Linked DNA regions of Mus musculus: all the other regions are linked to region 3. A link is a contact called in public Hi-C and promoter capture Hi-C data. All regions are on one chromosome and are shown on one strand. The core of a region is the stretch at or near the end of the contact, and the rest is flanking DNA. Distances in the headings are between cores, read along the strand shown. Region 1 holds the start of Katnb1 (katanin p80 (WD40-containing) subunit B 1). Region 2 holds the start of Gins3 (GINS complex subunit 3 (Psf3 homolog)). Region 3 holds the start of Amfr (autocrine motility factor receptor). Region 4 holds the start of Setd6 (SET domain containing 6). Region 5 holds the start of Csnk2a2 (casein kinase 2, alpha prime polypeptide). Region 6 holds the start of Got2 (glutamatic-oxaloacetic transaminase 2, mitochondrial).

Region 1 (4,347 bases), core at 296-2,795, 1.1 Mb before region 3:
CCACACATCCAGGCAGAGAGTCCGCCTCTCCTGGCCCAGGACTGCCTGGTGGTTTAGATCATCCGCTATCAAGCAGCAGCCTGGACACATAGGTCGGGATCCCAGATCATGGAATGTCAGGCTTGGACCATCTCAGCTCAACACTGGGCTAGAATGCAAGCAGAGGCGATGGTGGGTTAGGAACTGCTTGAGACGAGTTACAAGTCCCTGGGTCATCAAGGCCACTTGATACAGACTAGCCAGAGCCTCCAGGGCCTGGAGCTGCAGTGCACACTGGGTCTGAAAACCTGTGACTTAAGAGCCCAAAGATAAAAGACCTTCCCTAGGTAGCTGGGCCTGGTGGCTCACGCCTTTAACCCCAGCACTCAGGAGGCCAGCTAGAAGTAGGCAGATCTCTGTCAGTTCCTATCTCAAAGAAAAGAAGGAAGGAAGGAAGGAAGGACAGACTGACATAGGTAGGTGGAGAGGGGATGGAGAGACTGACTTCTCAGGGGCCTACAGTAATGCTCCTGGATGCTGGGTGTCCTAACTTGCCAACCCAGCACCTGCTATGGGGCAGAGAGGATCACATAACTGCAGTCCACTTGGATTTGCACCCCATGTATTGGATGGGGCACTGGAGTCTGAGGTTATGTTTTGGTGCCCATGAGAGGCATCCAAAAGGCAGAGAGACAGAGAGATACACGGAGACGAACAGAGAGACTGAGAGATAGGCAGACGTTCAGAGAGAGAGAGAGAGAGAGAGAGAGAGAGAGAGAGAGAGAGAGAGAACAGTAAAGGCCTTGGGAGGGGGTGATGTTGAGAGGATTCTGAGGGTCCAATCTTCTTGCTTCCTCCATCACCAACTCCCTGGTAAGGGAACCACGCCCACTCCCTGCAACTCTCAAGGGCATAGCTAGGAATTGAGTCTCCAGTCTAGGTGTGAGTCGGAATGACTCCTCAATTCTAAAAGGCCACAGCGTGGATGGAGCCTTCCACCGCCGCCACGGCCCTTCGCCTCTTGCCCAGGAGCTCTCTCGCTGGATTCTCTTTCTCCTGTTGCCTATGCTCCCGTTCTGGCACATCTTGAGCTTCCTTAGTTGGCCATGCTTCGCCAGACCCTCTTTACTTCTCTTGCCCCGCTGCTATCAGAATCCCCCATTCATTCGCTCTCCTGTTTCTGGAGCCCCGACTCAATACGATCCTCCGCACACCCTCAGCTCTGCTTCCGGCCCACCAGCTTTCCCTCTCCGGCCTCCACACACCCGTCCTGCTCGTTCATCCCAAACCTGCCACCGGTCCCTCAGCTTCGCTTGACCCTCCTCCCGTCTGCCTTGAGGGGCACTGGCTCCAGCCTGTCCTGGCCGAGAGCCTCCTGCCGGCGACCGGACTGTCCCCTCCAGGCTCGGCGAAGACTAGAGCCATTTTCCCTTTGCCTCCAAGACCCCGAGAGCCACTCTACCTGCAGCTGTAGCTCTGGAGGCCAAGGCTTCCCTCCAGGCGCGACCCCCACTTGCCTCCATCCTTTGCCCTGATTGGTCGCTGCTTGACAACCGACCCTCACAACAAAACCTCCGGCCTAGAGTCCCTCCCACTTCACTTCTTACACCAATCAGTCGCCACGGACGCCCCGCCTTCCTCTAGAATTGACCAATGGAAGCAAGCGCTTCCGCCGATTTACGTAACTACCCGCCTCCTTTCCCCGACTCAGACTAATCACGAGAAAGAAGCGCTTACGGACCGCCCTTAGGTCCCAGAAGAACCAATACAGGCTTCTGCGTTCTTAGTCCCGCCCCCAGTCAGGCTTGGTTTTTTCCGCCCTTTTCCTGCATTTCCTGGAACCCGGTTGTGTTTAAAAAATCCGCGAGCTGCACCCGATGGCGGCTGCGCCAATCACTTCAGCAACAGCTCTGGATTGACCAATAAACGTTAGTGTTATTGGAGAACCAGCTCTGAGATAGCCAATGGAAAGGGGACTTCTAGAGTGGTATGAAGTTGCAGATCTTCCATATTGAAACAGGGCTGCCAGGACCCCGCCCTCAGACTGTGAGTGTCGCCCGCGTAGTGGGAGGACTTGGCTCTTACTTGGATCCACACGTCTCCTGGAGTTCGCTGACCTCGAGGGAAACAGAGCTTAGTTACAGTGGGGTCGATGTCGAGCCCAGGAGTTCGTCCCTAAGATCACAGTAGCACAGTGGGATGAGTTAGGCTTGTGTCTGCTCGCCTGCGTGCGGAAGTAAAACTACGGAACCGGAGAAAGGCTAATATCTGTGACAGGACAGACAGGTTGGGATGGGGACAGGCTACATAACCCACCATGAGTTCGGGTCCCCCCCTTACTGAGAAACTCGGTCCCAGCCCTTTGCAGAAATAACCTCCAACTCTGGTCTATCCTACACTCACTCCCCTCTGGTCGGGGCTGCTGCATCTGGCGTTCTCCTCTACACAGTCCGGAACGGGAGGAATTTCCCATTTCTAGACGAGGAAACAGATGCTGTGGTGAAAAAGACCAGACATTTGGAAGATCGGACCCAGGACTTAAACTTTTGTTCTTAAAGGCAAGGCACACAAAGTCCCTATTAAATGCAAAACCTTTACGGGAACAAAAGTCACCCACCAGCCTAATGGGAAGTCGGCCCTGCGTAGAAATGGGTAATTATTAAGAGACCTGGATTTGGAGAATAACATTTGATCAAAACTTTGTACTTTGCTGTTCCCGCAACTTTTTATTTAAAAAAAAAAGTCAAATTCTTCATTTTGACACATTTTGCCTTATCTGCTTTGTTTATACAATTATATGTACATTACAGATCCTAAGACATTTCAGTCATGGCAACACTGAGCCTGAAGATCGTTAAGGGCCCTTAGTCACATAACCAATGTCACCACCCCTGAAATAACTTCATTCTCTAACATGCAGACTATATTAAAATGACTGTCACCATCCCCAATACACATAACTTATAAGCAGGAACAAGACTGGGGATGTAGCTCAGTGATAAGAGAGTCTTGACTGGTATGTAGGAGGCACTAGGTTCAATCCCCAGCACTGGAAATACAAACTACCTAGGACCAAGAGAAATGGCAAGGCTCAGTGGCTAAGAGTGATTGCAGTGCAAGAATGAAGACCTGAGTTCAAATCCTCACGACCCATGTAAAAATCTGGGCATGGTGCATGTGTGCTTATAAGGAGCAGTGTTATAGGGAGCAGAAACAAGAGGATTACTAAGATTGTTGGTTGTCATCCTAACTACGGGTTCAGTGAGAGACCCTGACTCGAGGGAATAAGGTGAAGAATGTCAGAGGACAATGCATAGTGATACAATGGGACATGTGTACACACACACCACACATGTGGGGGGCGGGGCACAGTATCTTTATAGGAACCAGACAAGATTCTGCACTCTTGGCATACTTGACTCTTCTAAGATCATCCTATTTCTGTCTCTTGGATCTCCCACTACCCTTCCTCTCTCTCTTCTCTCCTCCCTCTGTATCAGGGTCTCACTTTGTAGATCAGGCTGGCCTTGGACTGACAGAGATGAAGAGCTGGCATTAAAGGCATGGGCTACCACATGAGCATGCACCCCTGGCTTTAACCATGGGTTTGGAACTATGCATTAAAGCTTACTGGGCTCATCTTTGAGTGAAAACAATGACTGCCCCGCAACCGGAATTCAGCAGCAGCCAGTAATTCAACAAGAAGAGAGCCCCAGGAGTCCCTCCCTGATACATGATTGCCTAACCACTGGCCCAGGTAGTACAGGCAACCACAGCCGCTGTGAGACCTGTCTTGAGTGTGTCATGCCCTGGAGAAGATTACAGGCAAGGTCTTCTTTTCTTCTTCTTCTTCTCCTTCTTCTTCTTCTTTCCTTCTTTTCTTCTTCTTTTCTTTTCTTTTCTTTTCTTTTCTCTTCTTCTTCTTCTTCTTCTTCTTCTTCTTCTTCTTCTTCTTCTTCTTCTTCTTCTTCTTCTTCTCTCCTCCTCCTTCCCCTCCTCTTCCTCTTCCTCCTCCTCCTTCTTGTTTTAATTATTTATGTGTATATGAATACACTGTTGCTGTCTTCAGACACACCCGAAGAGGGCATCTTATTACAGATGGTTGTGAGCCACCATGTGGTTGCTGGGAATTGAACTCAGGACCTCTGGATGAGCAGTCAGTGCCATCTCTCCAGTCCCTTTTATTTTTTGTTTATTTTTTTTTTTAAACAGAGCTTCATGTGACCCATGTAGTTGAAACAGATTCCTTATGTAGATGAGACAGATCTTAAACTCTGATCCTCCTGCTTAGATTACAGGCATGGGCTACTATACCCAGTTTTCTCTGCTTTTTAAGTCTTACTTCAGGAAACATGGATAGCCCCATTT
Region 2 (4,940 bases), core at 2,247-4,746, 1.6 Mb before region 3:
TTTATTTATTTATTATATGTAAGTACACTGTAGCTGTCTTCAGACACTCCAGAAGAGGGAGTCAGATCTCGTTACGGATGGTTGTGAGCCACCATGTGGTTGCTGGGATTTGAACTCCTGACCTTCGGAAGAGCAGTCGGGTGCTCTTACCCGCTGAGCCATCTCACCAGCCCCAATTTACTTTTTCTTAAGTGGTCTGTTACTCAGCAGCACACCAGAACTCCTTAACTCTCACTACAAGGTAATACCTGCTAACCAAGTTCCTGCCCCACTTTCCCAGCCTCTACCATCACTATCTTACTCTCAAGTTCCATGAGTTCAGCCTGGGCCGAGGATTTACGTTATGATCTAATAAAGACAGAAAATAAATCATAACAACAATCAGCTAAAACATGAGTTCTCTAAAGTAAATGAGTATCAATAATTTTTTTACTTTCCTTGAATATTTTCCATCTATGGTAGATAAGCTCTTGCTGGGTGTCTACTAAGCACTAAGTACCAGTCTGGATGCTAGTAGAATAGAATAAAATGAAATTAGTCTGAAGTCAGGTAGTGGTCTCTTTCCCCACCCACCTCATGGCTTTGGAGATGGCAGAAAGGGTCAATGTCTATGTTCTCAAAGCCTTAAAAGAAATGCACAACATGACAAGATGAGATGGCATGATGGATCAGAAATCTATAAAATCTATAAAAAGGTACAAAAGGGGACATGGAAGATGGCTCAGCACATCCTGCTCTTACAGAGATGGAGAGTTCAATTTCTAGCATCCACATCGGGCAGCTCACAGTTGCCTCTAACTACAGCTCCAGGGGGATGTGACTCCTCTGGCCTCTATAGGCATCTGCACCGATGTACATACATCTATACAGACACACACTGATACATCCAATTAGAATAAATATTTTCATATACAAAAACAACTGGATTAAAGGAAGCCATGGAAATTTTTCATCTCAAAGGGAGAACTATTGTAGAGGGAGGGGCAACTTTTAGGGGTAGAGAGGTAGAGCAGTCCACAAACATCCCAGGGCTGGAAATAAACAGCCCAAGGTTGCCAGGAGGCCAGGACTTGAGTGGCCAAGGTATTAGAAGGTAGGAAGCCAGGTACTTAAAACTAAGTAGCAGAGTAATTAGGCACTGACTTTAATGTAAACTAAAAATAGCAAATGGAAAATTGCAGAACTAAACAATAAGACAACTTAGGAAACAGGTGATGGTGGAACTTACAGTTCCCTGCCTCAGCCTCTAAAGTAGCCGGTATTACACAACTGGAGCACACGGCCCAGCTCACTCTGCCTATAAAGAAAGACTAAGGCAGGTGCAGGGGCATATAATGTGGCAGGAGAACAGAGTTCAAGGCACATATCAAAATCAACATAAGAAACAAAGTATGAAGTCTTATATCGATGAGTGAAATTAGATGTCATAAAAAAAATCTTCAAACCTAATTCTGTGCTGCAGAGGAATTCCAAATACTTTGTGTAGACACTATCTCTCAAACTGGAGCAAGACAGCCTGCTCCTTCAGAGTGGCTATATATAATAACTTCCAAGGAGTATGGCAAACATAACAAACACTACCTCAGCCTGGTGATCAGAATCTACCACAGAGTCGACAACACTAAGTTGGTGTGATGCAGTAAAAATGGAACCTGACCCCTGTGATCTCTCCCAAACCAATAAACCAGTTTGATCATGAGTAAAATATCAAGCAAACCTTATCTGTTATCATAGCCAGAAAACTGTCATTAGATACAACCACAACAAAAAAGCCTGACGATAGCTAAGAAGAACCCAGAGAAATATAATAGCTAAAAATTATTCTTTAATTCTTTTTTTTTTAAAGATGCTAGACTAGAATATTAGGTAAATTAAGAAAATAAGACCCAGCCGGGCGTGGTGGCGCACACCTTTAATCCCAGCAGAGGCAGAGGGAGGCAGAGGCAGGCGGATTTCTGAGTTCAAGGCCAACCTGGTCTACAAAGTGAGTTCCAGGACAGCCAGGACTATACAGAGAAACCCTGTCTCGAAAAACCAAAAAAAGAAAAAAGAAAGAAAAAGAAAAGGAAAAAAGAAAAAGAAAAAAAGACCCAAACTCGGCAGGATATCTTGTTCAGTAGAGTGTAAGAGCTCAACTAAATCCTAGCCATACAGTGGTGACACACACCTTTAATCCCAGCATCAGGGAGGCAGAGGCAAAAGGATTGCTGAGTCTGAGGCCAGCTTGGTATACAGAGCCAGTTTATGTCAGCCAAGGCTACACAGAGAAACTCTGTCTCAAAAACATTAAAAAAACAAAAACAAAAGACTCCTAAATCTTTCTCTATGACAATGGGGAGCCAATAAGTTGACATTTGGGGTAGAACTCTGTGGTAGCATGCTTGCCTGGCATGTGAAACGCTCCAGGATTCACCCCCAGTCCTGGAATATTCTTCAAAAACATGGCGGTCGACTCTGAAGAGTCGACTTACAAAGGACTGTGAGGTTGAGAAGCAGCCCAGGGAGCAAAAATGAGCCTTTCTGTTGTTGAAAAAGTAAAAATGTGGTGTTTTACTTTGAGAAAAAGTACCTAGAAATAGACAGAGACAAAATTGATACCCTTCCAAACAAAACTTAAAGGACCTAACGGGAAATGAAAGTAACCATTGCAAGTTACGCTCTTGGGACAAACTCGTACTTGAAGCCATAGAGTCCAAGGTTCGAATCCCAGTTCACCATTTACTGGAGGACCCTGGCTTTGTTAACCCAGCTTTTGTTAGGTTTATGGGAGGGCAAAAGGCTTAATACGGGAAGCTGCAGTTGCCATTTTTCAGTGCGACACTGAAAATTGTTATGAGCAACCTTTTACCGAGGACTGCCTTGGTTAAGCCAGCACGGACTTACTGTGGAACCCTGGCTGAGGTACTCACTCTTTGTAGAATTGCCTAAGCGAGAAGATGACAATTTATCCCCCCATCACAGACTCCCATCCCCTGATGGACAGTCGGTCCTCGGAAACAGGCTGCAGACACTGTCATAATTGTGCCGAGTGCGCATGACAATCTGCAGTTCCCAGACTTCGAAACTTCAAATAAGTTTTATGGAAACCATGAATAGAACCAAGAGACCCTGAGATGATGGGCTGGAGCCAAAGCCAATGACTTTGGAAAGTTTGAAGACTAAGATCGGTGGCGGGAGAGTCCTCCGAGTGCTGTGCAGCTTCCCGGGACCCCCGAGGACTCCCACCGCCTCCAGATCTTGGAAACCTCTGCCCCGGCCGGGCTCGCCTCACCTGAGGGAGCGGATGGTCCGGCTCGGAGCCCGCGCCCCGCTCCAGGAAGAAGGCTCCCAGGCGCGGCATGGGCGTCTCGACCCGCACCGGCAGCTTCTCCTGCGACATCAGGATGTCGTCCAAAGACAGGAAGTTCTCCTCCGGCCCCAGAGCGCCCGACTCCACTGGGAAATACGCCTCGGACATGGCAGCTCGCAGCACAGTCAGGGATGAGGAGGGCGCGCCACCTCAGCGAACTAGGGCCGGCTTCAAACTCGCTTTCCCGCGCCGCACTCGCCAGACCCGAGCAGTCGATTTCGGCGAGCCTGCGGCCGCTCAGGCAAAAGCAATCAATAAGGTCACAGATTGGGTCCAGTGTCCCCGCCCAATGCGGAAGCCCTGGATGAGTCGGCCGGAAGTCCTCCTGCAGCTTGTAGACTAGGCTGGGGAAGGTATATGAAGCTTGAACATCATTGAAGGGACAGCATGTGTCTGTACTAACGGAACTGTGTTCATGCAGCCTTTAAATACACACATAGAATTTAAAAACATCTTTGGGGATTCAAGTAATATCATTTTACACTATGTATTCCAGCCCTCATTAATCCCGCTTTTATTGCATTTTCACTGGTAGGTTAATTATTGTCTTTGAAAACAACAGAAGAAACTAAAACGCAAGCACTAGTCCAAATGTTTAACTGTGTGCTAAGTTACAAATTATTTGTAGTATTTTGGCCGGGTGTAGGTTCAGGTGGGGTGGGAGTCTAGATGGAGTGGTAGATTTATATATGGCTGGAAGATCTGAAGTTCAGGGCCTTGCTCTACTGTCAACTGGCAAAGTCCTCGTGTGGTGATCAGTTTGGGTTCCTGAAAGAGGAAACTAGACCAGTTTCCTAGTCTTTTCACAGCCACTCTGCAAGCGGGAGCTCCTATATCAAATGCGATCACAGGTAGAGTACCTGAGAACAAAGGAAAGACCACGGTTGCTTGGTTGCTTGGTCCTAGATTTGGCGGTACATACATGAATACAGGTTGAGGCAGATTGTTGCGAGATTTGCTACCGAATTTACCTACTGTAGGAGGGCATTCCTGAGGTAGTGGTTTGTGAGCAACACAGGAAAGGGGGCGAGCATGCCTTTCATCTTTTGTATTCCTTTTTAGTTTTGAATGAAATAATTTGTTAATGTATTTACATAATTCACTACATTTAAGCAATAGCCTTCTAAATATGGACTAGAACTTTACATATGCTAAGCAATAGTCACTTGCTTTTTCTTGCCAAAAACACTTGTATCACATGAATGCTTGAAGTATTTACACCACTTTCTTTACTTTTTATTCCTCTTCTTTTAACAACCATTGCTCTAGTCAGTTTAAGACATTTTATTCCAGACAGCTACTTTAAAAAGTTGCAATAATGTCAAGCATGCTGGCACATGCCTAGAATCCCTGGACTGGGGAAGCCAAGGCAACAGGATCTCAGGGTCGAAACAAGACCAGGTTATAGGGCAAGGCCTTATCTCTAAAACAATTATGACTAATGTGCTTGTTGACAAGAGCGGGTCAGAAGCAGACCCAGGGTGTGAGCTAGGCATGTCCTGTAACTACTGGCAATTTTCTGCATGTACCCAGTTCTTATATACTGCTGCTACCCAATTCACAATGGTTCGACTCACAATCTTTTACTTTA
Region 3 (4,787 bases), core at 449-2,948:
ATCTTAAAGTGTAGCTGAGCTGGGTTAATTTCATCTGTTACAGATGCTGGATTTTCAGAGAGCCCACGCTTCTGAGATGAAAGAAGGCAGCTTTGTTATCATCAATATGAAAGGACAAGTTTGGTATCTAATACTGCTGGGTTGTAGCTTACATTGAGTGTGCATCACAAATGAATGGTTTAAAAATCATCGTGACTCAGATCTGACCTTGTAAAAATCTCTCTGGAAAATTACCACCCAAGTTTTTTTCAGAATAAAGATTTCCATTATTTGGACAATAGTGTTCCGGCTTGGTATTTTATTTTTACATTTAGTTATGTGTGGGGGAGACACAGATATGGAAGTCCGAGGACAACTTGGGGGAGTTATGAGAATCAAACTCCAGTTTGTAGCAAATGGTTCATCTCACAAGCCATGTTGCAAATGACTGGGAACGAACCAAAGGGAACTATATTGTACAAAGACTCATGATGAGATGTTTTTAAGAATTATAACAGTGGTTAATTTTCAGATTTAAAAGATCTATAGAAATATTTGGCATGAAAAAATACTACAAAGACAATTTCTCCACATTAGAAAATTTGGAAAATTCAAAGCTGTTTACAGAGCTACATTCTGGGATAGGCACTAACACATGGCTCGGGGATATAATAATTAAAAACTGTACCCTATGTTATCTTATGTAATTCACATAGATATAACCTGCTGTTTATAGTGTACAATTCAGTGACTTTGAGTGTATTCATAGTTGTATAACAGCAACTTTAGAAATTCTCACTTCAGGAAACTAGTACCCCAACCTGTCACTTCTTTAGCTGTCACCTCCAGTTCTTTCAAACTCCCCTTCTACTCTACATTGCATGCATTTGTCTTATCAGCGTGGTCACACAGAATTTAGATATCTGTGTGTGGCTTGATTCAGACATCGTCAACATTCTCTGATATTGTAGCATTATCTGTACTTTATTTTCAAACGCTATAATTCGAGGTTTGCCTCTCTGGTTTTTAGGAGTAGTGCTACTGTCAGCCTCAATGTAGGGACTTTGTGTGGGTGTCTGTTTTCATTTCTCTTGGATGTTTACTTAACAAGCAGTGTAACTGCCAGGACGAAGGTCACCCTTTGGTTTACCTTTTAGGAACAGGTATTTTCCAAGAAACTAAGCAGCATTTGACATTCTTACTTGTAGCTAAGAGGGAACAGATTTTTATTTCTGGTTAAATTGGTTCCTCCGTTTTAAAAATATTCTATCTCAAGGCTTCTCTTATTTCCTAAGCATCATGTCGCTTCTTTAGGACACCAAGGAAGCCTCTAGTCTACAGGGTGGTGGGATGGCGGGTTTACCAGCTTTGGCGGGGAGGAACAAGCGACAAGTGGCCAGGGGCAGGGGTCCCGCACCCTCACCCTGCCGCCTGACCACGCACACAGGCCTGCCGTCATTGCCTACGGGCCAGGCTCACCCCAGAGCCCGGCTCGGGTGCGCTCGTGGCTTCAGTGGGCCCAGGGTCGCCAAGGATGCTGCAGGGGGCCGGGACGCGGGGCCCCAGGCCGGGTCCTGTGCTCTCGGGGTTGCAGAGCGCCGGCTGTGGGCGGGGGACGAAGGCCGCGCCCCCGCGCCCGTCCCGCCCGCGTCCCGCTAGGGGCGGCGGCCCGCCCCGAGTCCGCCGAGGCTCTTCCGCGCCGGCAGGGGCAGCAGCGGGAGCGGCGCGGGGCGGAGCGGCGCGAGCAGCTAGGAGCGGCCCGGCTCGGCCCGGCGCAGCGGCGGCGGCAGCGGCAGCGGCAGCGACGCCAGAGCCCGTGGGCGCCTTTCGCAAGGCCGCCGCAGGCGCCTGGCCGCAGCGCGGGAAGCCTCGGGGGCCGGAGCCCGTCGCTGCCGCCATGCCGCTGCTCTTCCTCGAGCGCTTCCCGTGGCCCAGCCTCCGCACCTACACGGGCCTCAGCGGCCTGGCCTTGCTGGGCACCATCGTCAGCGCCTACCGCGCCCTCAGTCAGCCGGAGGACGGCTCGGGTGAGCCGGAGCCGCTAACGGCCCCACTGCAGCCCGAGGCGCGCCTGACCGCCGGCGGCCCCCGGGCCCGCGACGTGGCCCAGTACCTGCTGTCGGACAGCCTGTTCGTGTGGGTGAGCGAGGCTGCGGGCCGGGCGCGGGGGCGGGCGGCCGGGCGGGAGCCGCCATGTCACCCATTATCCGCAGGGGGGCGTGGCCGGGCCCTGACCCCGGCCTCCTCGGCCCGGGGACCGCGGCCCTCGCGTGGGGCTCGAGGCCCAGCGGCGCTGCGAGCGTGGCGGGCCGCGGAGAGAAGGTGTCGGGATGCCGGGGAGAACAGTCGAGGCAAGGGCGGTCGGACCCGCGGGCTCCAGGGCGGCGGGGTGCGGCGACCCGAGGCTGTGAGAAGCCGCGACACGTCCGGTTTAGCTCGGCGTTGTTGGGGGCGGCTCGCCGACGAAGAGAAGGCCGAAGTTAGGGGGACATTTTACTCTTCGCCAGACAACTTCGAAATGGTGCTATTTGTCAATGCGTTAGTCCCGATGGGCGCTATTTAACGAAGCAAACAGACCAGCTACGTCCTTTTATCTCACCCCCAACCACCCCCCGCGATGGTTTGTGACTGTTCCCTTTTTGACAGAAAGCAGCAAAACACTTTCGGGTCGGTGTGGCAGCCCCTCCTTTGAACGCGATTCCTCCGTTTAGCGATCCATTTTGAAACAAGGGTTCTAGTTTGTCTGCCGGTGCGAGATAAGCAATGTCCACATGCCACAAGTACTGGCTTCGTTTGTTACATCATTTTAGGCTGGGCAGATCTGAGAAAATTTTGCTCTCACCTTGCACTTGAGTGCCTCTTCTATGAACCCTCAGAAATAGGAAAAGTTGCTCCCGGATTTAAAAAATTGTCACTTGGATTTCCTGTGGCTTGGTGGGGATCGTATCTCCCCACACGGCGCCTAGAGAAGGCTGTAAATGACTGAGGGGTTAATGTTATAAGTTTGTAGAACTATAATGCAACTCATTTGTTGTAATTATTCCCACTGTGCTTCATCAGGAAGCAGCGGGATTTGTGAACTTCGTGGGCTGCAGATGACGCCTCCTGGTCCTTTGGTGCATAGTTTCATAGAAGGCAGTGAAGGGCAAAGTTCCCCTTTCTCTACTCCTAAGAAAAGATGAACTGTTCGTCTTTAGGGTAAACAACTTAGAATTATTATGTTGGGAGTGCTTTTGACAAGGGTGAAGACTATAGTGTATGTAGTCGTTGATACCTTGTTTTAAGCTGGAACCATTATTCTATTACTAGAACAGCCAATAGTATTGTTTAATGTTTTTTTTTCGTAAGTTTCTTCTTGCAAAACCCACGTTCAAATTCCAAGGTTAATAACATTTCATAAAACATTAATCTAAGGCCTTCCCTTTGGCGTTTCTGAGAATTGTCATTTTAAAGAATGTTCTTTTTCTTTGCACAGTCTTACCTCATATAGATTGATCATTCCTTCCCCTCCTTTGAATCCTTATTTCTCAGTTGAGCTTTATTCGGTTTTCTTGCATGTCCTCTGGAGTTTTGGCACTCATGGTGTCTGCCCAGATCTATCTTGTGTGTGCTGTGAGTTTTGTTTATCGTTTAGTACTTACTTTGCGCAGCTATGCCTCACACTCTTTAAAAACCTCCCCTGTTCCTGGCAGGTAACACTGAGTGTCAGTGTGGTGGGCCTTTGTCAAAATGGATGCTTCTTGAGCCTCACTCATAGGCCTTAGACATTAAGGGGGGGAACCCCTTCCCCGCCTAAGAACAAAACATTGTCTGCCAATGCCAAGCAAGATTAACAAGAACCTGTCCTTTGTCATTGCCAGTCGGAAGTCTTACTAGTTATTGTTTTGTCAGACTCTCTAGAACTTGTCTTTGTAGAACACATGCAGTAGTCTCTCAGGAGGTTTGATATTAGCACAGGCAGATGAAAACCTTTCTGAGGAAGACTCAGCTACCAACAGCACTTCCCCCCTACCCTCAAATGACTCATATGTAAATGAGGCTACTTACAATAGGTGACAATAGAACACATGTGAAGTCCTGTGGGGTTTCCAGGTAGGAGAAAGGCTTGCTGTGTGGGACTGACTACAGCTTCTCTGACTTAAAGGGAGTTGAGAGGTTGGAAGGAGACCAGAGGTAAGAGGAGGTGGCCCTGCTGAGAGACAGGTGACAAGCCTTTGAGGCTCCTTCTCTTCAGGTGTGGCACTGAGGCTCACTTGTGGCTTATGACAGCCATCTTTGGCTTGTCACTCCTCCTGCCACATGCAGTGAGAAAAGTAGGTGGAATTTCAGAACTGGTTAGGTTGGTTCTAAACTTAAAACTTTAAAAGACAGATCCTGCAAGTTCATATTTCAAAGGTCAAAGTAAACAAAAGTGATAGACAGCGAAAGGAGGTCCCTGTTCCACCTGCATCCCATTCAGCTCCTTGTAGCTGGTGCTGGCCTTAAATGGGAACCTAAGAAACAGTCAGCCTCAAGTCCTTTACCCAGTTCATTTCTGTGGCTTGCACGCGTATACATGTGCACATATTCTTTCTGTTTCACACCTGCACCTGCGTTTTATTCTCTCCCTGAGCTGGATGCTGCTTTGAACTTTTATCTAACGTTACCTTGACGTGTCAGGCGTGTGCCCTTCCTGGGCTGATGCTATCAGCACCTCCCGTGGATCCACTGGCTGCCTGTTTGTGAAGTCTTCAGGGATGGACACGAGGGCTCCATTTCTCTGCTCTTGTACAGTGGTCTGGCGAACCCTTTTAGCGTGATTGGATTCT
Region 4 (4,494 bases), core at 473-2,972, 1.7 Mb before region 3:
ATATATATATATACACATACACATACATACATACATACATACATACATACATACACACACATACATACACACCTGTCTCAAAAACAGAACAAGTTAATCCTCATGTCAAAATAGCAACGGAGGTAAAGAATAAGTGAAAGTCACATCTGCTTACACTGGAGAGCAAAGTTTGACATGTATAGACGAAAACTGGAAGCTATGGGCCTGGAACCTTGGATCCTGCCTCAGCCTCCTAAGATTACAGGTGTTAAGACGCTGCCAATATTTACATTACATAGACGTCTGTCTGCTCAAGTTTTCCTACAGAATCAACACTAAAGTGGGGCCTTTCTTACTATGCCTCTGGCCCATAAACATCCCACCTCCTAATAGCACTGAACTGCTGTTAATGCTCTCCACAGGGCCTGAGGTGACTTGGCAGAGCAGGCAGCTATTCTGGTGGACTTAGGGTGTGTCCACACCATCTCAGTTGATATCAAAAGTACACCGGAGAGTAGCTAGTCTCACCGCATTTTCACGATTAGTAGGAAACTGGAGCCCAGTGATTTGATTTGTAATGCACACCACCTGACCAGGGATAGGGGTCCACTCACTGCCGAGTACTCTAGATTGGCATTATGATTGGCTATGTGGTTTAGTATGTCTGCAGCAGGCACCATCAAGGGTGAGTTGGGCTCCTTTTCATCATCATCTTCCTCCAGCGGTTCTTGAAAGCTGCCGCAGAGAGAACTCAGCTAAGGCCCAGTCTCGGGTGAGGGACCTGGAGTTCACTGTTCTTTCCCACCTTCCCTCTCAAAGATGAGGGTCTGCTCCTCTAGGCTTTAATCACTGACCTATAAGCCATCACGAGGGCCACGAGCTGCTGATAGAGTTCCAGGGAGCGAACAGAGGGGCTGAAGAGATCCGAGTGAGCCTCCATGAAGGGCAGGACGATGGAATAGTATTCGCTACGGATGTTCACCAAATCCTTCTCCACGGCTTCGGGGACACCTGTACCCTTTAGGAGTCGCAACCGCTCTTCCTCCGGCCTGCAAGGACAGCCCACCCGGAGCCCTTCGCAGCCTTCTCATGCAGCAGGTGCCCAGTCCCAGAGCAAAGAAACTGCAACAGGTTCTTCCCGGCCCTTCCCTCGGCTCTCACCAAAACATGGGATGCTCCAAACGCCCCAGCTCTGGCCAGAGCGCGAAGTAAGGGCTCCAGGGTGATGCTGGGGCCTGGAGCTCGTGGAGCAGCGCCAGCAGCAGCGGCACCCACCCAGACAGGCTCTGCAGCGCGCCTCGCTCTAGGGAAGACACCAGGTGAACGTCCAAGCGCCACTCCCTTGCCAGCCTCCGAGCTGGTCCCCCTGCCCCTTCCTTACCCACCTCGCTCCAGCAGGCCGCTGATGGAACAGGTGTGGGGGGACAGAAGCGCGGACCGCGGCACTGCGAAAAGGAGCTCCCCGGCCCGCACGCTCTCCCGCGCCACCATGCCATAGCCGGCCACCGTGCCCTGCCGGCTCACCGTCACCTTAGGACTCAGCTCCAGCCCCACTCGCCTGCACCAGCGCAGGAAGCCGGCCACCGCGTCGCCCTCGGGCTCGCCGCCGCTGGACCCCGCAGGGAGCGGCAGGGGCGCGCGGGCAGCTCTCGGGGAGGGACAGGGCGCGACGAGGGGCGACCCGCCACTTACCCGCGCGCGCTTGGCGGGGGCCGCCATGCTGCGAGCAGCCGGGTCCTCACTGCGCTTCCGGGGCGGAGCTGGGCGTTTCTACTAAACCGCTCCGGTTTAGGAATCGCGCGTGCGCGTGCGCACCGGCCTCCACCCTAGTTCTGGCCGTGTCCCGGAGAGCGGCGTGCAGGGACAAAACAGTTTCTTCCTCTGTGGAGGCTGGGCTAGTATGCCGTAGTGACCGACTGATGGTTAGTGATTAACCATCATTTCACTGACTGATTGATTAGTCCGTTTACACCTGGGTTTGAAGTGGCCTTAAGGGTTTCCACATTACACACACACATACGCACGAGACAGACAGACAGACGAGAGACAGAGACAGAGAGGAGAGAGAAGAGAAAAGAGAGAGAAGAGAGAGACAGAGAGAGAAGACAGAGAGAGACAGAGAGAGACGCTGGAAGTAATATAAGGTGAATGAATGATAGCACAAACGGTAACATGGAGAATTCAGTAGTTTAGTTTCAGTACCTGGAAGGTTGAGGGGGGTTTGTGGTTTACTGGGAGTTTCTGGCAAGCCAGACAACAGAGTGACACCATGTCCCAAAACAACTAAAACCAAGCAAATAGTGTTGTGCCCTTGCTTTGAAGCGGTCTTTCTTGCTGGCTAAACTTTCTGCTCAGCTGTGAAATAGAGTTAGTATCAGGACTGGTAAAATTATATCTCAGTCAGAGTATATAGCCGCTTGGTAGAACCTTGACCATCATGTATAAACACCCTGGTTCAATCTCTTATCACCCTAAGAGGAAAAAAAAAATTAAGCAGGGTGGCCTACATAATTCTAACACCCATGACGCTGAAGTAGGATTGCTGAGTATTCAAGACCAGCCTGGGCTACAGAAAGATTGCTCAACCCTCCCCCAACCAAATGTGTCTAACAGGCACTATCCTCCAACTATCAGCGCCCTGGGGCAGCCAGGCAGCCTAAACAGTTGAGCCTTCCCTGTGATAGGAAACACGACACACGTAGACTTAATTTCTTTATTAGTTTTTCTGCACAGTTAACTTTCTATATCAAGGATTTTTGTTTTGCATTTTGTAATCTCAAAGTCTCTTTATCAGCCACCAAACAGAATACACAAAATTAGGCTCTTAACTTTGTACAGAGAGGAAAATAATGAACTCCATTAAAAGTTCATCTTGACCAAAGAGAAGACAACTACCAATGGGAAACCACATACAGGAAGGAGGACCTGATATACATACATATATATATATATATAATGTATAGGTATTTATAGATATCTTAAGAACACAGCAAAAAGATGTCCAATACTTGGAGTGCTATCTACAGTAAGGGATTAGTTCTACCACCTCTAAACAGTCACATTCAGTATTCACGGAAGCACGTGAGTGAACTGAACCGGGGATAGGAAACACTCCACTGGACTCCAGAGCAGTCTAGAAATGGCTTACAGTTACAGAAAGGGGCGGCATGTGCCACAGATAAATGGATGTGGGTGTCCTCTTGCCTCAGAACACCCATACAATACCACATACATCATCCCCACTCCCCATATACACACTTAGTGCTTTCTCTCCTCTCTGGGGATGAGAGCAGATGAAACCAATGGCCAGGCTGTGAGCGCCTACTTGGTGAGATGGCGGGCATAGTTGTGGGCTGTAGGAGGCATGGAACCTTTGTTTGAGGATGGCCCATTTCCCACCCAAGGGCCAGGCAATCTCCAGCCCCTCCAGCAAGCAGAGGTCATTGTATCTTCCCATCTGTGTCTTTCTAACAAGCTCACTTCTCAAGTATTGTCTGTGACACACTGGCCCAAGTTGACCAGGGCACTGTGACAAATACTTGGTGAAATCTGGGACAAGAGGGACCTACAGTACCTGCCAGCTTCCAAAGGGATGGGTAATCATGAAGTTCTCAGGGGCTACACACAGCATACACAGCAATCAACATTTTAACCTCTGCCAACAGGGACAAGAGACCAGGTGACCTTTGCCTCAGGGTGGGACAAGGCCCTGTGGTGGCAGGGTATGGGGGTTCCTGCCCCCATGTCAGGGTTCTCCATATTCTTCAGCCTGGCTGGCCTTACACCACCTGTCCTGCCCAGAGAGCACCAGGAAAATGGCTGTCTGTCTAGAGCGCCCTCTTGTGGCTACCATCCTCATGACTGTCACTTCTACTATTAGAATAGGTGTGCTTGATGCAAGGGTTACAGGAAAGGGACACTCTTAAGGTCCAAGGCTGCCCACTGGTCTGACTCCCACTCACATCAGAGCTTTAGCTCACTACCCACCATCTTCAAACCTCACATCTGCCAGATCCAGGGGCTGGGCTGGGCTTTCTTCAGTACTGTATCTAACTATCCTGGCCACGCCCCAGCTGGGCAGAGGGGAGGGGCCACACTGAGTGAGACAGGAGTGTGTAAGGCGAGCCCCTCACACCATCTAAGACTGTTGTGCTGTGCTGTCCCAAGGTGGATCCCCTCATTTCTTTTTAAATAAAAGAGAAGTAACCCCATTTCCTCCCCTTCACTCTCACAAAAATAAAACTAAAGGGAAGATGAGCCGGTGCAGAGATGGCAGTGGGACCTGGGGGCAGGTAAGCGGGCATCATGGGCAGGACGAGGGCTTCAGCAGGACACCTCCATGGTGTGGTTGACCTGGCCCATCCCCTCACTGCTGTCTGAGTGGGCGCAGGGCTGAGGGCGGCTGCCGTCCACGGAACTGGCGCTGGTGAGGGACGCGGTACGTGAGCGTGCGAGGCGGGTCATGCTGGCTGAGGGCACTATGGACAAGAACAGAGGGTCCTGAGGACAGGCAAG
Region 5 (4,896 bases), core at 1,145-3,644, 1.5 Mb before region 3:
GTTAGCATTAAAACAGTGGTATTTTCCAGGCAGTGGTGGCGCACGCCTTTGATCCCCAGCACTTGGGAGGCAGAGGCAGGTGAATTTCTGAGTTCGGGGCCAGCCTGGTCTACAGAGTGAGTTCCAGGATGGCCAGGGCTACACAGAGAAACCCTGTCTGGGAAAAACAAAAACATTGGTAATATATAATATACACCCCATATTAAAATTACCCCAGAGATAAGTGTATTCCTCTCTCTCTCTCTCTCTCTCTCTCTCACACACACACACACACACACACACACATACACACACAGTTCCTGCTTTTGCTTTTTTGTTGTCTTTTGTTTTTGAAATAGAGTCTACATAACCCACACTGGCCTGAAGCACATTACAGAATCTAGGCTATGCTGCTGCCTTAGCCTCCCAACTGCTAGGCTAACAGTCATGGACTACCCCACCTGGCCTGACCCATTTATTTATTTTGGATATTCTTTGCTGCTTTTGAATGATAAGGGCAGTAGAAATAGTGTGTCTGTCTCTCTAGGCTTCTGAATGGTTTGTTTTATTTTTTATTTTGGACAGGTCTCACTCCATAGTCCAGATAGACAGGCATCAAACTCATGCTGATCTGCCTGTCTTAACCTCCCAAGTACCAGGGTTACCAAAATGCACTACCACACCTGACTGCATCCCCCCACAAAAAAGTAAACAAACAAAACAAGATCTTACTATGTAGCTCAGGCTGGCCTTGAACCCACAGTCTACTCCTCAGGTAGGATTACAGTGTGCAGCCTCAGGGGTCGCTCTCAGTCTCCTTTACTCTAGAGCAGCACCTCAAGTTTTGTTTTGGCTGTGACACTGTTATTTTTTAGCAGTGTGAACTAGATTTTTTTGCTGAACTGTCCCTCAGTTTGGCCGTGTCTGGTTGGATGCAGGTTGAGCTTTTTTGACAGCAATGTGATGAGTGGTGTGTCCTTTCTCTGTGCGTCACACAGAAAGTCAGCTGGTCCATGCATAATATGACCTTCAGGGTCCCCTTTGTAACCAGCATGGTAACCGTGGGCCAAGAGCACTGTGTTGACTGAAGGCCTCCTGCCCGGCAGACACTGAGTGACCTGGTGGTGATCACCCAGCCCTAGTCATGCCTTCACATTGTTTTCACAGGGAGGGGACAGATGGCAAACCAGGAGAGGACTCATGCCAAGCTGTAGTTTTACGAAGGGCATGGAGGAGTCGCTGAGAGAAGTATCAACTTCAGAGAAAGTGGCCTCTAAGGTGAGATTTGAAAAAGAAAGCCAGTCATTTGTGGGGTGGCAGCGGTACCCCGTGGCCAAGCTCAGAGAGAAGAAGAAACTGAAAGACGGGCATGCGCTATTCTCAGGGAAGGAAAGGTGTAGAGTTTAACAACAGCGGGAACATGTAGTGTTTTAATATGGAGCAGTCCTTAGTCTCTGTACAGCTCTGTGAAGTCGGTGCTGGGTTGATGCTACAAAATCTGTAGCACGGAGACGTTGAGTCATTGGTTCAAATCTGCATTCCTTGCAAACTATGGAACCGGGACTTGAACCTCGATAGTTCGGTATGTGAAGAAAGAGGAAACGTGGCCTCATCTAGAAAACAGTGTGTGGGGGGGAGGGAGAGGGGGAGTTTAGAGTCAGAGCAACCTGGGCTGGAAGAAGAGATCCTTGTTGTTAAAGAATATGAACAGGAAAACAAGATAGCCGGGGACCCCAGGACATCAATGAGAGAGAAGACTGTTCAAGAAGTCCTCACTCCCCAGCTCTCCCTCCTCCCAAACAAACAAACAAACAAAATGGATATTTACATTCTCAAAGTATGATCCACAAATTACAGGTTCAATACAAAGGGGGAAAAACCCAGTTAACTTTATGGGGAAACTATCTGGTGGGCTCTGGTTTAAGCAAGTGGCCCAAAGGATGGCTCAGTGGGCTCTCAGGGAGGAATCTGGATGGGGAATTGGGAGGCGAGGGTAGCTTTAGGACTAGTTTGGTTTTCCTCTTGAAGGAAGGGATCTGTGGATGGCAGGGTGGGGTCCAGAGTGGGAAGAGGAGTGAGGAAGGGGGACAGTTTGAGGGGAGGGTTCTTGGGTTTCAAAGAAAGTCAGCTCAGGGCCAATATGGGAGGTCGTGGTGGGTGGACACGAGGTGACTGGACAGTGGAACTATGCTAAGCGCGGCGGCAGTCAAAGGTAGAGACTTCTGGGGGGTGGCCTGCAGTTGGGCAGGCAGCCGGCCACATTGCTTGGAGGGTGGCGAGCTCGCTGAGGGGGCGGGCGCCGGCCATAGTCCCCCCGCACTGTAGGGGGCGCTGTGGGCCGGGGCGGGCCGGGGCTGGGCGGCGGCCGCTCCTGGCGAGTGCGGCCCCTTTTCCGGGTTTCCTCCGCCTCCTCCTCCTCCCTCTTCGCCGCCGCCGCCGCTGCCGCTGCCCCTCTCCCGACCGGTGGCTGCCGCTGCCGCCACCACCGCCTCTGGGGGGCCGCGAGCCGAGCGGAGGCCTCCGCGGAGCACGAACCCCGCCGTCCCTCCGGCAGCCGAAGGCCCCGGGCCGGCTCGGCCGGCGCCTTCCGCGCCCCCCGGCCCGAGCGTCCGTCCGTCCGCCCGCCCCCGCGGGCCCGGCCTGGCGCGGACGCCCGCCGCCGCCGCCGCGCTCCTCCTCTTGCTTGGGCAGCCCGCGGCCCGCCGCTTCCCGTGCCTGCCGCCCCGCGCCCCGCGCCGCGCCGCCGCCGCCCTCGGCGCCCCGCGGCGCCCCCCGGTCCCGCCCGCCATGCCCGGCCCGGCCGCGGGCAGTCGGGCCCGGGTCTACGCCGAGGTGAACAGCCTGAGGAGCCGCGAGTACTGGGACTACGAAGCCCACGTCCCGAGCTGGGGGTAAAGCCGCCGCCGGCCGCCCCACGCGCGAACCGCACCCGCCGGCCGCTCGGCCTCGGGGCTGGCAGGGAGGCCCGGCCCCGGCCGCACGTGTCCCCGGCCTCTCCTGTCCGCCCTGCCTCGGTCCCCGGCTCAGCCGCCGGTGGGGAGAAGCGTGGGGTCGGGGGTGGGGGCGGCCCTTCCTCCTCAGACTTTGGGCTTCCTATGGGTTGGGAAGTCCATGGCTGTCCTCTTGAGCTGTTGAAATCTCTACCTCTTTACTTTCTGAAATGAGGCTGGGTGGGAGGGTCATTTTGAAGAGGGGCAGATTGTCTAGAGCGGGCAGTGCCCCCTGGAAGGTGTGAAATGGGAGGCAGGTGCCGTGGAGCCACGGGCAGGGCACCCCAGTACCACCAGGGGGGATGCTTCCCTTAGTCCCCTTAATGGCTCCTGAGGCCTTGTAGCTGCCCATTCCTCTTCTTGTTAAGAGTCAGTTAGGTTAGGAGCTCTGCAGAGTGAAGGGAGCCAAGCTTCTGTGTGGCTCTCATTTAAGAGAATGAGTTGCTGTGTGATGGTAGGAATACTTCCGAATGCTTGATTAGTTGGAGATGGCGGATGGATGTGTGGTGGACAGAGGCTTGCTTAATCCCAAATCCTGGCATTTATGTATATCTCTTGCCTTTCACAGTAATCAAGATGATTACCAACTGGTTCGAAAACTTGGTCGGGGCAAGTATAGTGAAGTATTTGAGGCCATTAACATCACCAACAATGAGAGGGTGGTTGTAAAAATTCTCAAGGTGAGTGGCCAACGGTGGCATGTAACCTTTCCCCCCACAGGGCAAAAGAACCAGCTATCCCAGAATAAGCATCTCCTACAGGACTCCTACCATGCTTTTCCTTGTGAACTTTTGAGAAAATGTGCGGGCTGGTCTTAATTCTGAGTTTGGTAGGTCAGGAACATTTAAAGTGTGAATTCTGAACTTCTCAAACAAAGCTTGTGAGGGGGGACTGTATCTGATATGGAATAAAGAGGTATTCGCAAGAGAGGAAGGAGTTTGCATGGAGAATCTGTCAACTGTAGGGATTCTAAATCTGTACTCGTTACTCTCTGCTCCCAGTTACTCCAGAAAAAGTCCGGAAAACCCAAAACAAAACAAAACTGGAGTCTGCTCAGAGATAAGTTTAAAGCCAAAAATTCAGGACAATTCCCTCAGTTGATATTTTCATTTCATGTAGCAGTAAAGTTTCAGGTGGGCTGGATATAGCAAGCCAGCCGCTAAGAGATCTGGGGCAACAGAAGAGTACATTCTAGCCCCTGAAATAATAACTGGAACAAAACTTGTCTCTGTGGCAAGACTAGCCCTCTCGCTTTGATAATGATAGGGCTTTTGTTATCACTCAAATGAAGACATGATCTTAATGAGCATGAAGAGTCAGCCAAGTTTCTGTACAGGTGATTGAAGATTCAATAGTGCTTTGTAGGTTGTTCGAGAGGGTGGTTCGTAGGACCTGAGCGGTTCTTCATGGTTGTCAAGTCATTTAAATGCATATGCTTGTCACCTTAGGATCTGGGCAGTTTTTCATGTTGTCAGATCACTTAACATGTATGTGTGTCACTAGTGAAAGAGCACTGGAGAGTGGTAGTGTTTCACCAGATTTTCACAGTGCCCAGTGAACAAAAATGCAGGATTGAAAAGCTTGTGCCTTAGGGCAGTTCTTATTTAATTGTGTAGATTTTAGCGTTGTGTGAATCACCTTTCAAAAAAAATGGCTGCTGCTAATGCTCCTTACCATCCTGGCCTAGTGATGAAGGAGCAGAGTTGCTGCAGAGATGGGTGATGCTATTGCTGCTGCCCAAGACACTGGGGTGAGAAGGAAGGAATGATGGCAGATAGGGAGCTTGGCCCCGCTAAGTATGAGTTGTACATTGGAGGTCTGTAGTTATGGGAGGGGTGTGTTTTAAGCAGAGAAATGTTTCCTTCAGGGAACTTGCTGGAGGAAACCATGCAATTTCATTACTTACATAAACCTGTTTTGAATAGAA
Region 6 (4,704 bases), core at 1,816-4,315, 1.9 Mb before region 3:
AATCTTCAACACATAAATTTGAACTATTTTAATTCTAATTAAGGCTTTCTTTACCATATACCAAAACCCACCTCCAATGACACACATGTAACCATATGAAATTTTATTGTTGGGAAAGTTTTTACCTATCATAATAGTTCTGTAAATTGGGGAGTGGGGGGGAGGGTATGGGGGACTTTTGGGATAGCATTGGAAACGTAAATGAAGAAAATACCTAATAAAAAATAGTTCTGTAAATGATTTAAAAAGTAAACCATTGGTTTCCCCGGGGATAAGGTCATATTAGTGACTCCATCTCAAGGGATGGTTTCTTACCCATTATTCTCACTTAAGATCTTGGCCTAGGCTACCAGGAACATGTAAGAAAAGGAATTAAGAGAAAACAAAACAGATTGCCATGAAAACTATGGCTCAATATTTTTTTCTCCAGTGAAGAGTTCCACAACCAGTTCCAGGAGGCCTCAGTCGCCTCAGTCGCCTCAGTTTGTGGAACTTGTTGCACAGATCCTACTGGAGGTGGTGTGACAAGTATCTACAACAAGCTCAAAGCAGCTTCATACTGTAAGCTCATTATAAGTTCAAAGCAACAGTTTTTACATGGCCTTGCCTCATCACAGCACACACCTGTGGCTTCATCCTTGGCGCAGAATATTTTTCCTTGAACACGGATTTGTCCCAAGCCTACATCTCTTTTTAGTGTATGAAAGCTCACTGTATTTCTTAGTATGCAGCCTTTACTTATGAGTGGGCACATTCTATTCTCGATTCTAACTTTATTACATCTTTCTAACAAAACAACTAAAACCATCTTACAACTTTCTTCCTAAAATTACTTTAATCAAGTCAGGAATTCTGTGAAATCACTAATACATCTAAGCAGCATTAACTCATGAAAGCTCATCTTTATGTTGATCTGCAAGAAATCTGCTCAATAGGGTGGAGTAACACCCAGGAATCCTTAGGCTATGCAATAAGTGACAGGAAAGGCAAATCAGCTGCAAGAAACAATCCTGGGCCTGGCTTACAGGTTCTGAGGTTCAGTCCATTATCATGGTGGGAGCATAGCAGCATCCAGGTAGACACGGTGCTGGAGGAGCTGAGAGTTCTACATCCTGTTCTGAAGGCAGAGGAAGAGACTGTTCTACAGGCAGCTAGGAGGAGGGTCTCAAAGCCCACCCCACAGTGACACACTTCCTTCAACAAGGCCACATCTCCTAATAGTGCCTTTTCCTGGTCCAAGCATATTCAAACCACAACACATACAATAGTGCAGGAATCCAAAGTCATTGCCAATAGGAATCTAGCCCAAGATTTACTTGCTGGGTGGTGGTAGCACATGCCTTTAATCCCAGCATTTGGGAGGCAGAGGCAGGCAGATTTCTGAGTTTGAGGCCAGTCTGGTCTACAAAGTGAGTTCCAGGACAGCCAGGGCTCTACAGAGAAACCCTGTCTTGAAAAACCAAAAAAAAAAAGAAGAAGAAGAAGAAGAAAAAAGAATCTAGCCTAAAAGCTGGAGAGATGGCTCAGTGGTTAAGAGCACTGTCTGCTCTTCCAGAGGTCATGAGTTCAATTCCCAGCAACCACATGGTGGCTCACAACCATCTGTAATTGGATCTGATGCCCTCTTCTGGTGTGTCAGCAACAGGATGCTCATACAACATTAAATAAATATCTATTTTTTTTTAATCTAGCCCAAGGTCAGGGAGACACATGTGCCAGAAGACAGTAAGTTAGGGTAGACCAGAATGTGATTCCATGTAGGGATCTGGACTTCATGCAACAGCCCTGGAAGAAATGAAGATATCCTAAAGAGGCACTGTGTCTATCAATTTGACTACTGAAACAATGGAACCCAAAGAAATGGCAATATCTCTAGGAATCTCATACTGAAATAAGAAAAGGCCCCAGCCAGAGAGGCAACCTTTCTCCCAGAGAGTCTATACAGTTCTAGCAACTTATCAGATCCATCACCTTATAGGATGGGTTAATGGCAGGCAGGAACACAAGCTGACTGGGAATCTGTTTACGTTGGAATCTCTCATTTGAACCCCGAAGGAAAACTGGATCTTTCTGTCCAACTTCCTAGTGTGGCCACATTGAGTAAAAAAAAAAAAAAAAAATTTCGAGACAGGGTTTCTCTGTGTAGACCAGGCTGGCCTCGAACTCTGAAATCCACCTACCTCTGCCTCCCAAGTGCTGGGATTAAAGGCATGCACCACCACCACCCAGCAAGTAAATCTTTTTCTGCTTTTCACTATTTTACTTTGTTTGAGGACCAGTGACCTGGGCCTGGTTTGCAGCACATGCTGTGGCCCCCAGATTTGATAACAATCACACAGACAACTGAAGTGGCCGGAGAAATTAGACTGGCAATCTATACAGATTTCTGCAAGGCATCCCTGGGAAATAATGGCCCATGTTCAGAGTGAATTCGGTCAACTTGTGGACTTGTCTCAAATTCATTCTCCCAGCCTTTAAAAGCTTATTCATTTCTTCCAAACATAATTATGAAGACTTGATGTGCAAAAGTTTGTCGTTGGTCCTGGGTAATTTTGTATTGACTAATCAGGCTTTTTTTTTTTTTTTTTTTTTTTTTTTTTTTTTTTTTTTAGGGCATAATCTGCTAATCTCACAAGTTAATACTCACAACTGCCCCACAAAATATGCCTGTTGTCCTCTAACAGGGACATGAAAGCATTCTGAACCTTGAGAGACTTGCACTTGGGGAAACTAGTGGGTTGAAAGGAAAACCACACTGGAGCATTAGGAAAAAAAAAAAATACTTCCTCGGGTCAGTTTACATTTTTTTCCTTCTTTCAAACTGGCACGCTAGGCAGCTGCCTCTAGCGTAGCGGATGATTAACTGGAAGCAGAGCGCTGAGCACTGTGGACTGCGCATCCTCACATACAAGCTTCACAGGATTTATAGGCAGCGATTAGCAGTGCCCTTGCGAGTTTCCATGACCTCCGTGGAGGCGTCGTCGTTCTACCCCCGACCGCAAGGGGCCGCTGCGACATGATTCGCTCCAGGCGCAGGGCCGCTCTAGCCACGCCCAGGGAAGTCACTGTCCTCACCTTTTAGGAGCCCGCGCCTCGGTTCCAGCGGACGCTTCCCCAGATCTCGGCTCTACCACCATCCACTGCCGTCTTACCGCCCACCATGGCCCTCCTGCACTCCAGCCGCATCCTCTCCGGGATGGCTGCTGCCTTTCACCCAGGCCTAGCTGCTGCAGCCTCTGCCAGAGCCAGGTGAGCCGAGGGATACAGAGATGCAGCGGCACCGCGGGCCTGCCCCTGCCCAGCCGAACTGTGGACCCTGTGAAACCTGCACCCCACCCCGCGATCGGACACACGTGCGCACCTCGTGTGTCCCCAAGGGTTGACTGTCCCGAGTCTTAGAGTCCAGTGTCTGCGCCCCGGGGTGACCCCAGGACCCCTCATCCCTCCCCTGTATCTCCGGACAGAGGGCCAGCGTAGCCCCCGAGGTGGGAATTGTGGTTCTCGACTGCACCCAGAATCCCATTCTAGCGGGTGATGGGGGGTCCCAGATGTGGACTCAGCACAGTGGGGTGCGGGGCAAGGGGTGAGCACGTGGGCGGTGGCGCTGGGCCATCCTCTAGCCGATTGGCTATGGTGCCGGAGCTGCCTGTCGCTGATTGGCTGTGGTGCAGGGGGGCGCGCATGTCCTTGACCAGCTGCCCTGCGGGACAACAGGTCCAGCTGTCGGGGTCCAGAGGGTTAAATCTGCCAGTGCTGTGTAGAAGCAGCGTGCGTGACGGGGGGAAATGTGACCACATGCAAGGAGGTTCTGGGGGCGTCCAGATCCGGTGTGCATCCATGACCTTGGCGTAGTGCATCCTTCAGTGTCACCACAGTAGTGCCTGATGATCCCCTATCCCCTGACAGACCAGCCTGGCCTTTGGATGGAAAAGGGTTGAAGTGTAATGTACTTTCTTTGTTTTAAACCCTTGGGAGATTCTGTTGACTGGAAGCCATCAATCTTTCCCTGCATTTCAGTCGGCTCTTTGCTCCTTAAAATATTTCGTAACCCAGTTTCTCCGAGCCAGGCACTGGACCAGTTGCTGGTGATGCAGCTGTGAGCAAGACAAGAGGACTGACTTCCTTTTTTAAAAAAAGACAAATGAGTCATCTTAAACTAAGGTGTACTGAAAGTGCCAGGCCTAAACGGGAACTAGTAACTCCTGATTCTTCCTTGGGCCTCAGAAGAGCAGATTTGAGACAGTCTCCTGGAGTACGGCAGACACCTCCCCGGGGCACATACTAACTGGGAGCGAAGCCTACGTAACTTTTTATGCTTGCCTTCTTCCCTTTGAATGTGTTCAAGCATCTTCAAGGTAGTAGAACAGTCTGTCCTTCCCAGAGCCCGTTTTTTTGGCTCCATGCCAATGGGTGCCCTTTTACGCCTACCCACCTGAAGGGGAGGAGAAACGGGGGAGAGTTATTTATGCTGCAATTTGGAGAACAAAAATGAGGTACTTGTATGGGTAGGAGGAAAATCAGTTTTCCCGTTATTTTAACCTTGAAATATCCCTGTTTGTAATGTATATCTATATACCCGAAATACCTGACCTTCACTTAAACTGCTTGGCCCGGTTTCCCCTTGGATGTGACTGCTTAGTGATTTCAGTCTGAGAGCCTGACTGCTGTTTCTTTTCTGTCATTTCCCAGTTAGAATTTAAGGTA

Evidence for each region. Promoter capture Hi-C pulls out the DNA fragments that hold promoters and counts their contacts. Hi-C and Micro-C count contacts between places; a contact is called where the count stands out from the background.
Region 1: a contact with region 3 is called in a Hi-C map of B cells, with 7 read pairs. The contact joins the promoter of Katnb1 here to the promoter of Amfr in region 3. A contact is called at or near these places in 3 of 484 Hi-C or Micro-C datasets (B cells, centroblasts and regulatory T cells) and 1 of 9 other capture datasets (adipose tissue).
Region 2: a promoter capture Hi-C map of pre-B cells shows a contact between it and region 3. The contact joins the promoter of Gins3 here to the promoter of Amfr in region 3. A contact is called at or near these places in 2 of 39 promoter capture datasets (liver and pre-B cells).
Region 4: a contact with region 3 is called in a promoter capture Hi-C map of liver, with 6 times the contacts expected there. The contact joins the promoter of Setd6 here to the promoter of Amfr in region 3.
Region 5: a promoter capture Hi-C map of hematopoietic stem and progenitor cells shows a contact between it and region 3, with 5 times the contacts expected there. The contact joins the promoter of Csnk2a2 here to the promoter of Amfr in region 3. A contact is called at or near these places in 3 of 39 promoter capture datasets (hematopoietic stem and progenitor cells, liver and pre-B cells) and 1 of 9 other capture datasets (liver).
Region 6: a Hi-C map of CD4 T cells shows a contact between it and region 3, with 6 times the contacts expected there. The contact joins the promoter of Got2 here to the promoter of Amfr in region 3.

What each region holds. Positions count from the first base shown.
Region 1 is chr8:95,078,399-95,082,745 of GRCm38.p6, reverse strand. Katnb1 (katanin p80 (WD40-containing) subunit B 1) reads right to left here and starts at 1,545. Exons shown (of 20, transcript NM_028805.2): 1 at 1,442-1,545; 2 at 1-148.
Region 2 is chr8:95,632,115-95,637,054 of GRCm38.p6, reverse strand. Gins3 (GINS complex subunit 3 (Psf3 homolog)) reads right to left here and starts at 3,496. Exons shown (of 3, transcript NM_030198.3): 1 at 3,272-3,496. The coding sequence starts at 3,457.
Region 3 is chr8:94,009,551-94,014,337 of GRCm38.p6, reverse strand. Amfr (autocrine motility factor receptor) reads left to right here and starts at 1,698. Exons shown (of 14, transcript NM_011787.2): 1 at 1,698-2,119. The coding sequence starts at 1,877.
Region 4 is chr8:95,713,141-95,717,634 of GRCm38.p6, reverse strand. Setd6 (SET domain containing 6) reads right to left here and starts at 1,722. Exons shown (of 7, transcript NM_001035123.4): 1 at 1,365-1,722; 2 at 1,141-1,282; 3 at 834-1,028; 4 at 594-714. The coding sequence starts at 1,698. It overlaps Ndrg4 (N-myc downstream regulated gene 4), which reads right to left. Exons shown (of 17, transcript NM_001372423.1): 17 at 2,679-4,457. The coding sequence ends at 4,303.
Region 5 is chr8:95,486,318-95,491,213 of GRCm38.p6, reverse strand. Csnk2a2 (casein kinase 2, alpha prime polypeptide) reads left to right here and starts at 2,394. Exons shown (of 12, transcript NM_009974.3): 1 at 2,394-2,870; 2 at 3,538-3,649. The coding sequence starts at 2,767.
Region 6 is chr8:95,886,762-95,891,465 of GRCm38.p6, reverse strand. Got2 (glutamatic-oxaloacetic transaminase 2, mitochondrial) reads left to right here and starts at 3,065. Exons shown (of 10, transcript NM_010325.3): 1 at 3,065-3,249. The coding sequence starts at 3,161.